2 separate regions of the Sus scrofa genome follow, and region 2 is linked to region 1. A link is a contact called in public promoter capture Hi-C data. All regions are on one chromosome and are shown on one strand. Each heading gives the region's core, a stretch centred on a gene start, on an enhancer-like site or on the middle of the called end of the contact. The rest is flanking DNA. Distances are from core to core; before and after follow the strand shown.

Evidence for each region. Promoter capture Hi-C pulls out the DNA fragments that hold promoters and counts their contacts.
Region 2: a promoter capture Hi-C map of liver shows a contact between it and region 1, with 3 times the contacts expected there. The contact joins the promoter of PHB2 here to the promoter of LPCAT3 in region 1. A contact is called at or near these places in 5 of 5 promoter capture datasets (fetal liver, fetal skeletal muscle, liver and 1 more), 12 of 47 Hi-C or Micro-C datasets (alveolar macrophages, blood, brain and 5 more) and 2 of 2 datasets of contacts at active chromatin or transcription factors (alveolar macrophages and skeletal muscle).

Annotation. Positions count from the first base shown.
Region 1 is chr5:63,705,916-63,709,605 of Sscrofa11.1, forward strand. It overlaps LPCAT3 (lysophospholipid acyltransferase 5), which reads left to right and starts at 1,759. Exons shown (of 13, transcript XM_003355593.5): 1 at 1,759-2,297. The coding sequence starts at 2,147.
Region 2 is chr5:63,749,873-63,753,562 of Sscrofa11.1, forward strand. PHB2 (prohibitin 2) reads left to right here and starts at 1,694. Exons shown (of 10, transcript NM_001243556.1): 1 at 1,694-2,023; 2 at 2,190-2,274; 3 at 2,584-2,663. The coding sequence starts at 1,897. EMG1 (EMG1, N1-specific pseudouridine methyltransferase) reads right to left here and starts at 1,597. Exons shown (of 6, transcript NM_001243478.1): 1 at 1,335-1,597. The coding sequence starts at 1,502.

The DNA of each region.
Region 1 (3,690 bases), core at 509-3,008:
CGATTCGACCCCTAGCCTGGGAACCTCCATATGCCACAGAAGCAGCCCTAGAAATGGCAAAAAAAAAAAAAAAAAAAGAATGTGAATACCACTCAATAAAGATGTTAAGCATAAAAACAAGTAGCAAAATGATACATTCACTGTAATATTTTATAATATAAAGTTTAAAAGCATGCAAAACTATAATTGTTTCCAGATATAGACATTGTATAAAGCATCATAGTAGGCATGGGGTTGATAAGTACCAAAGTCAGCAAGATGGTGACTTCCAACAAGAGAAGGAGGGAAATGCCACAGGAAGAGATACATCAGGCTCTTCAGCTGTACATGTGATGTTTGTTTCTTAACCTGTGGGAAGTGATATTACTACTTTTTTTTTTTTTTTTTTTTTTTAGGGCCGTACTGGTGGCATACGGAGGTTCCCAGACTAGGGGCTGAATCGGATCTGCAGCTGCCGGGCTACACCACAGCCACAGCCATGCTTAATCCTTAATCCACTGAGCGAGGCCAGGGAGCGAACCCACTTCTTCATGAATCCTTGTCGGGCTTGTTAACTGCTGAGCCACCATGGGAACTCCAAGTTATATTATTCTTGACTTTTCTGAATATTTCTTATTTTTTATATTTTCTTCCCACAAAGGGGGAGGGAAGTGAAGTTTAACAGACTTGGGTTTCAGTTGTCCCTGCCACTTTCCTTAATTTCTCCAAGCCTCTGCATCTGTAAGAGGATATCATAATAATAAATATCCTGTTTCATAATCAATTAAGTGAACTACTGTGGATATCAGTGCTGCACAAAGTGTGAAGTGCTATAGCAGTGTAAGCGGTTAATTGTGCACCGATGCTCCACAAATTCCAGCTATTACTGGAAACTCTTGGTGTTCCTTTGTTACATACTCTCATAGGAACTTGTCCCTTTCCTTCAGGGACACTTCCCCTAGTTTGCAATTATAAGTCCAGGATCGCTTTATATTACCATCAATCCACACTCCATGGCATTGGGTCCAGCACTGGTCTTGGCACATTTTGTTATTCTAAGGTGTTTGTTGGTTTGTTTTGCTTTTTAGGGCTGCACTCCTGACATATGGAAGTTCCCAGGCTAGGAGCTGAATCAGAACTACAGCTGCTGGCCTACACCACAGCCACAGCAACGTCATATTCCAGCTGAGTCTGTGACCTACACCATAGCTCATCCCAACACCGGATTCTTAACCCACTTAGCAAGGCCAGGGATCAAACCGGCATCCTCACGGATACTAGTAAAATTCGTTTCCGCTGTGCCACAATGGGAACTCCACATTTTGCTTTTCTTATCTGAAATAGTGGTTACCTGTACAAAGTAAGAATGAGAAGCAAGGTGGGAAAAAAGGGCTTTTATTTTGTCCTCAGTTTCTACCCTCTTTGCTCTTTTACCTTGTACCTGTAATAGTGACAAACTAGTTCAATTTTTAATTAAAATAATGATTAAATCGGCATATCAATTTCATCCCTCGAGGTAACATTTTAATACAGGACGTAGCAGGAAATAGGAGCAGGCAAAGCCTGGGAGGGAAGGCGGCGGCGTATCTAACGGTTTAAGAACGGCCGGCGGCGCCGTTAGGAGGCGCTTGCGAGGCCGCCGCAGAAATTCCCGCCCTCCCGCTACATGCCCCAGTAACCCCGGCGCGCCGGCGACCGAGAGTAACCTCGCGGTCGGGTGACGGCACCCCCCCGCCCCGACTCTCGCCTGCTCCGTCTCAGCCAATAGGGAGGCAGTGCACGAGCCGGCCGGACACCAGCACGCCCCGACTCCTCCCCTGAGCTGCTGGAACTGAGTTGTACAGGCGCTGCTTCAGACTTTTCCAATCGCAGGTCTGGTTCCCTGTACCAAGCCCCGCCCCCGGCCTGCCCCGCGTTCATTCTGGCCAGAGTCACCTTTGCCTTACAACCGCTCAGCCCCGCCCCCTGCCTACCTTGCTGCGTGAGGCCCCGCCCCCTTCCCGGGCCGGCCAATGATCGGCTGAGTCTGAAGCCGCTGGGCGGGCCCACAGCCAATGCGCACGCCGTGGGCGGGCTCCGGGCCGGAATTGGGGGTGAAGCTCCAGCGTTGTGCCCACATTCGGGGCGCGCGGAGCCGAGGGGTCCCTGGGGGGCGCCCGGAGCTAAGATGGCGTCCGCAGCCGAGGGGGACGTGGGAGCGGTGGTGGAGCTGGCAGGAGTGCTGCGGTGGGTTCTCCAGGAGCTGAGCCTTAACAAGTTGGCGACGTCCCTGGGCGCGTCAGAACAGGCGCTGCGGCTCATCCTCTCCATCTTCCTAGGTAAGGACCCCTCGCGGAGTCCCCGGGGAACCGGGGCGTGACCTCCCCCTCTTCCCGGCCCCACCGGGAGGGCTGTGTGGGGTGCGAATGTGAATCCTAGAACACACCAACCAGCTCTGGAGAGGGATACAAGTCTAGTCTCGAGTCTGGGGGCGCTGTGCCCTCTGAACCTCTTCACCTTTCCCTTCGACCCCTACTGTACCCTTCTGGCCCCTCATTTGGCGCCACCACCCTCTCATCCTGCCATGCTCTATCCGGTGTCCCCACGACCTGTCCTTATTTGTCTCTCTTGAGTTCTACTCTCTGTCCATGTGTACTGCTGGTATTAATATCAACCCTCTCACACGCGCGCTTCTTATTGGCAGGTATAGGCCCCCTAACTTAGCTATTTTAGTCCTAAGGGCCCCCTCAGCCCCACGCTCCATACTTGCACATTCTGAATCTCTATTTTGTGCATTGCCAGCTTGTATTACACTTTCCTCTTTTTGTCCAGTTTCTCGTGTTTTCTTCTTATACCATATTGCTTTTTCTTTTCCTTAACCACCCACCTGTCATTTACCCTGGAATATCATTTTAGTACTGGGCTTGGGAAACAGGACTGGCAACCCCTTAAAAACTATCCATGCTACCCCAAGCGGTTGTTATCCACGTGGTTCAAAGGATGTGGTATATCTGAATTTATGTCACAACAGACTGTGTTATACCTGGTTTATAGGCTTTTTTATTGCATTCTTCCTCCATGGTTTTTTTAATACAAGGAAGCAGCATGACAATGAGGGGGGAAAAAAGTGTGTAGACTTAGAAGGCAAACGAATCAGATCCAGCCTTGCTGCTGCTTACAAACTGTGGGACCCCGGGCCAACCACATAACCTGTCTGAGTCTCAGTGTTCTTATTTATGAAATGAGGACAATAATGCCTATCTGATAGGATTGCTGTAAAGTCTTGTAGGAATTCAAAAGTTAGGAGCTGATTTGTCAATATTTGAGTAGTTGGAAGATTTTATGAAGGTTATGGGACTTTAGGAGAGCAGGGGTGGGAGGAATTTAGCAAACAAAACAGAGGGGCAAGAGCAGGTCTGCACTACAAGAAATTTGAGATAAAGTTGGGCAGATGTGGAAAGCCTTAAATGCCAGAAAGAAATTTGGAATTTATCCAGTAGTCAGTAGAGATGCTGACATTTAATATCATCTAAGGGTGTTAACTAGATCTAGATAATGGGAGAAGCATTAATTCATATTTAAACAACCTTGGGTAATATCACGTCCTTCACCTATTACACATCAAACCTAGACAATCTTCCTTTCTTCCAAATGAGGGTCACATTTTCTCTCCCTTATAGAATTGTAAAATTGTATTTTATTTTATTGCCTTTTAGCGCTGAACCCTCGGCA
Region 2 (3,690 bases), core at 444-2,943, 44 kb after region 1:
CCTTGCTCAGTGGGTTAAGGATCCAGTGTCGCCCTGGCTGTGGAATAGGCTTCAGATGCAGCTCTGATTCGAGCCCTGCCTAGCCTCAAAACGTCCATACACCACAATTGGTGAAAAAAAAAAAAAATAGGTTTTCTAAACTGCAAGTTTAATAAAGTGCCATAGTGGTTGAGGAAGGAAAGATGGAAAAGAATCAAACCTAGATTACTATGGAAATGTACTACTTAAAAAGCACTTTCACTGGAGTTCCCGTTGTGGCTCAATGGTTAACAAACCCAACTAGGAACCATGAGGTTACAGGTTTGATCCCTGGCCTTGCTCATGGGGTTACAGATCCCATGTTGCAGTGGCTGTGGTGTAGGCTGGTGGCTACAGCTCCAATTGGACCCCTAGCCTGGGAACCTCCATATGCCACAGGAGCGGCCCTATAAAAAGACCAAAAAAAAAAAAAGCATTTTCTCTGCACTCCCGCTCAAAGTATTAATAACCCCTGCTTTAGAAAGTGAAGACATTTTTTTCTCAAGACTACAGCCTTAACATAAGTATAAAAACCAAGGTTAAAATCCAGGTCTAACTTCTAAACTAGTACTATCCATTCTGGCCCTACTCATTGAACAAGCTTAGCTCTAAAACGTAGGAGAAACAATGTCAGAAGGGATGAGAACACTGCACAAAACTTTAAGAAGGGAATTGCAGGATTTATTTGGTAAAAAGCAATCATAATAATTAAAAATAAAGATGTAAAAATATTGGAGTTGCCGCTGTGGCTAAATGGGTTAAGAATCCCACTACCAGTGGCTGCAGCGCTGGTTCAGTCCTGGCCCAGGAAACTTCCATATGCCATGGGTGCAGCCATTAAAAAATTTTTTTAATAAAAAAATAAAAAGATGTAAAAGTATTATGATGATCTGATCCAGGCACTGTTTCGAAATGTACAGTAATACAGAGAAGGGAGAGAGATGAATTAAAACACTAAGTAAAGAAGTGGGCTGAATGATCCACAGTAACTACTTTTCTCCTGTGCCCAATAAACTTGTCATGTGATGAAAAGGGACAACGTGACGGACGAAACGCACCCATCCACCCTAGATGACTTTCTTTCACAGAATCCTGGTTAATCAATTGGAAACAAGGATGTTATGGCTACAAAAGGATTCAAAGACAAAACGACTACTGCCAACTCAGGATATTAAACCGAGAGACAGAAAACTAGACCACTTTCTCCAAAAGTGTTTCACCTCTGCTTTCTACATCCACTTTGAAACCATCACCCTCATCCCACCGGGTCCCAGCCTATCGATCTACTGGCTCTCCACCTCCTTGTCCCAAGTTACCTTGACTGTCTCCAGGCTGGCCCCTTCCAGCACCACAATGAGTCTGCGGCCTCCGGTCTTGCTTCCCGCCCCGAGTCGGGGCCGCTTGGGCGCCACAGCATCCCAGTCTTCTTCCTGCTCCCCGGCGCGCCGCTCACGAGGTTGGAATCCACCACTGGGCGCAGCCATCTTGCAACCAAATCGGAAATTGCGCTGATTTTCTCAAATTAGGACCTCGTGCTCCACCCAATCGCATGCTTCCTTCCGTCGGCCATTTTGAAAGTGGGCGCTGGGAAATGGCGACGGCTCTCTGTCTGGCGCTCCCGAAGCCTCTCTGGGAGGGCAGGGTTCCAGAAAGGGGCAGGAACTTCCGTATGCGTAATTCCTGTGCGCCAAGCTCGGGTCTGCCGTGGGTGGGCGGGGGGGTAGGGTTTAGAAGGGAGCGCACTTCCGGTGCCCTTTCTCCAGCAAGCACCTGGGGCTCGGACCTTCGTGTGAAGGGTGCGATCCGTAAACTGGAGCGCGGTAAAGGCAGGCCGGCACCCGCTTCTGACCTCTGGTGCCGCCGGCCTCAAGATCGGACATGGCCCAGAACTTGAAGGACTTAGCGGGACGGCTGCCCTCCGGGCCCCGGGGCATGGGCACGGCGCTGAAGCTGCTGCTGGGGGCCGGCGCCGTGGCCTACGGCATCCGCGAGTCGGTGTTCACCGGTGAGCAACCTCCGCCCGCTTTCCGGACACCGGCCGACCCTCCCTAGGCCCCTGCCCAGCCCCGCCGGGTCCACGCGCTCACCCAGCCCCTCACCCCGCCCCTGCCAGAAGCTCGCACGTACTCTGAGCCCTGCCTGGTCTGACCCCCCCACCCCTCTCCCCGCAGTGGAAGGCGGGCACAGAGCCATTTTCTTTAATCGGATCGGAGGCGTGCAGCAGGACACCATTCTGGCCGAGGGCCTTCACTTCAGGTAATGGCGGGCAAAGCGGACTGCCCCTGACCCTTCACCCTTGAATCCCGACTCACCAGTAGCTATAGTAAGATTTTCAAAAGCATTCAACAGCCACCCTTTCTCCTCCTCACGCCCATCTCCCGGAACAGTGGGTGCTGCCCAAAACTCCAGCAGCACATACTGTTGTTCTCCAAAGGGAGAAGAGAATGTCTCCGTGACCGTGGTCATTTAAGAGAAGCAGACCAAGAAACAGGTGGTGGTGGAGAACAGAGCAAAACGAGGGAAACTGCTGTCTCCTAATCCCTATCCTTGTTCCCTCTCCTCCAGGATCCCCTGGTTCCAGTACCCTATCATCTATGATATTCGAGCCAGACCCCGAAAAATTTCCTCCCCCACAGGCTCCAAAGGTAGGTCTGGGCACTGGGGCGTTTCGGGCAGTAAACAAAGGAGCCTGGCCAGAGAGTAGGGAAAAGGGTAGTGTCAGATCTCTTAGTTTCCCCTTCTGCAAACAGACTATAATAAAAGCATCTGCTGCTTGGCTTAAAGCAGTACATTCTGGACACACTGTGTGTTTGCACATTTTTAACTGTCCCTCCCCCAATGCAAACTCAGTGAGAGTGTTGTTTGTTCTTGGTCTTATTCACTGCCTAGATGGAGGTCTTGTTTTAAATCCCTTTTTCTTTTAACTGCTTCATTTATTCTCTATATCTGCTGGTACAGCCTGTCCTGACCTTACTCTTCGCTGGTGCACCTGTTTCCCCCAGACCCTTTGTCACACACACTCCCAGAGGCATGTACACAGTGAAGCAAGTAGCTCACCTGTACTGTACTTTTTTTGTACTATTTTTATTTATTTATTTATTTATTTATTTATTGTCTTTTTAGGGCTGCACCGGTGGCATATGGAGGTTCCCAGGCTAGCAGTCCAGTCAGAGCTGTAGGTACCAGCCTACGCCAGAGCCACAGCAATGCAGGATCTGAGCCGCATCTGCAGCCTACACCACAGCTCACGGCAACGCCAGATCCTTAACCCACTGAGCGAGGCCAGGGATCAAACCTGCGTCCTCATGGATGCTAGTTGGGTTTGTTAACCACTGGGCCCTGAGGGGAACTCCACTCCTTTTGTACTATTTTTAGTGCAGGTTGTTTAACATTCCCAAAACTCTAAGCCTTAAGAGTATGATTCAGAGAACACAGGTTTTGTTCTCAAGTCTTGTCCTCAAGTCCTCCCAGCCTCATACAGGAGTCAGGTGATTGGGATGCATAGTAACAGGACCTACAGTAGAGACTGCACAGTAGAAGGCCAAAAGAAAGGTCATTTTTCCTGGTGGAGGGGTTGTGGGTAGAGAAGCCTCGACAGTGGACCAGGCTGCATTTGTCTTTGCTGAGTCACATCCGGTCAACCTGATGACCCTGCCCCCCTCCCCGGGTGGG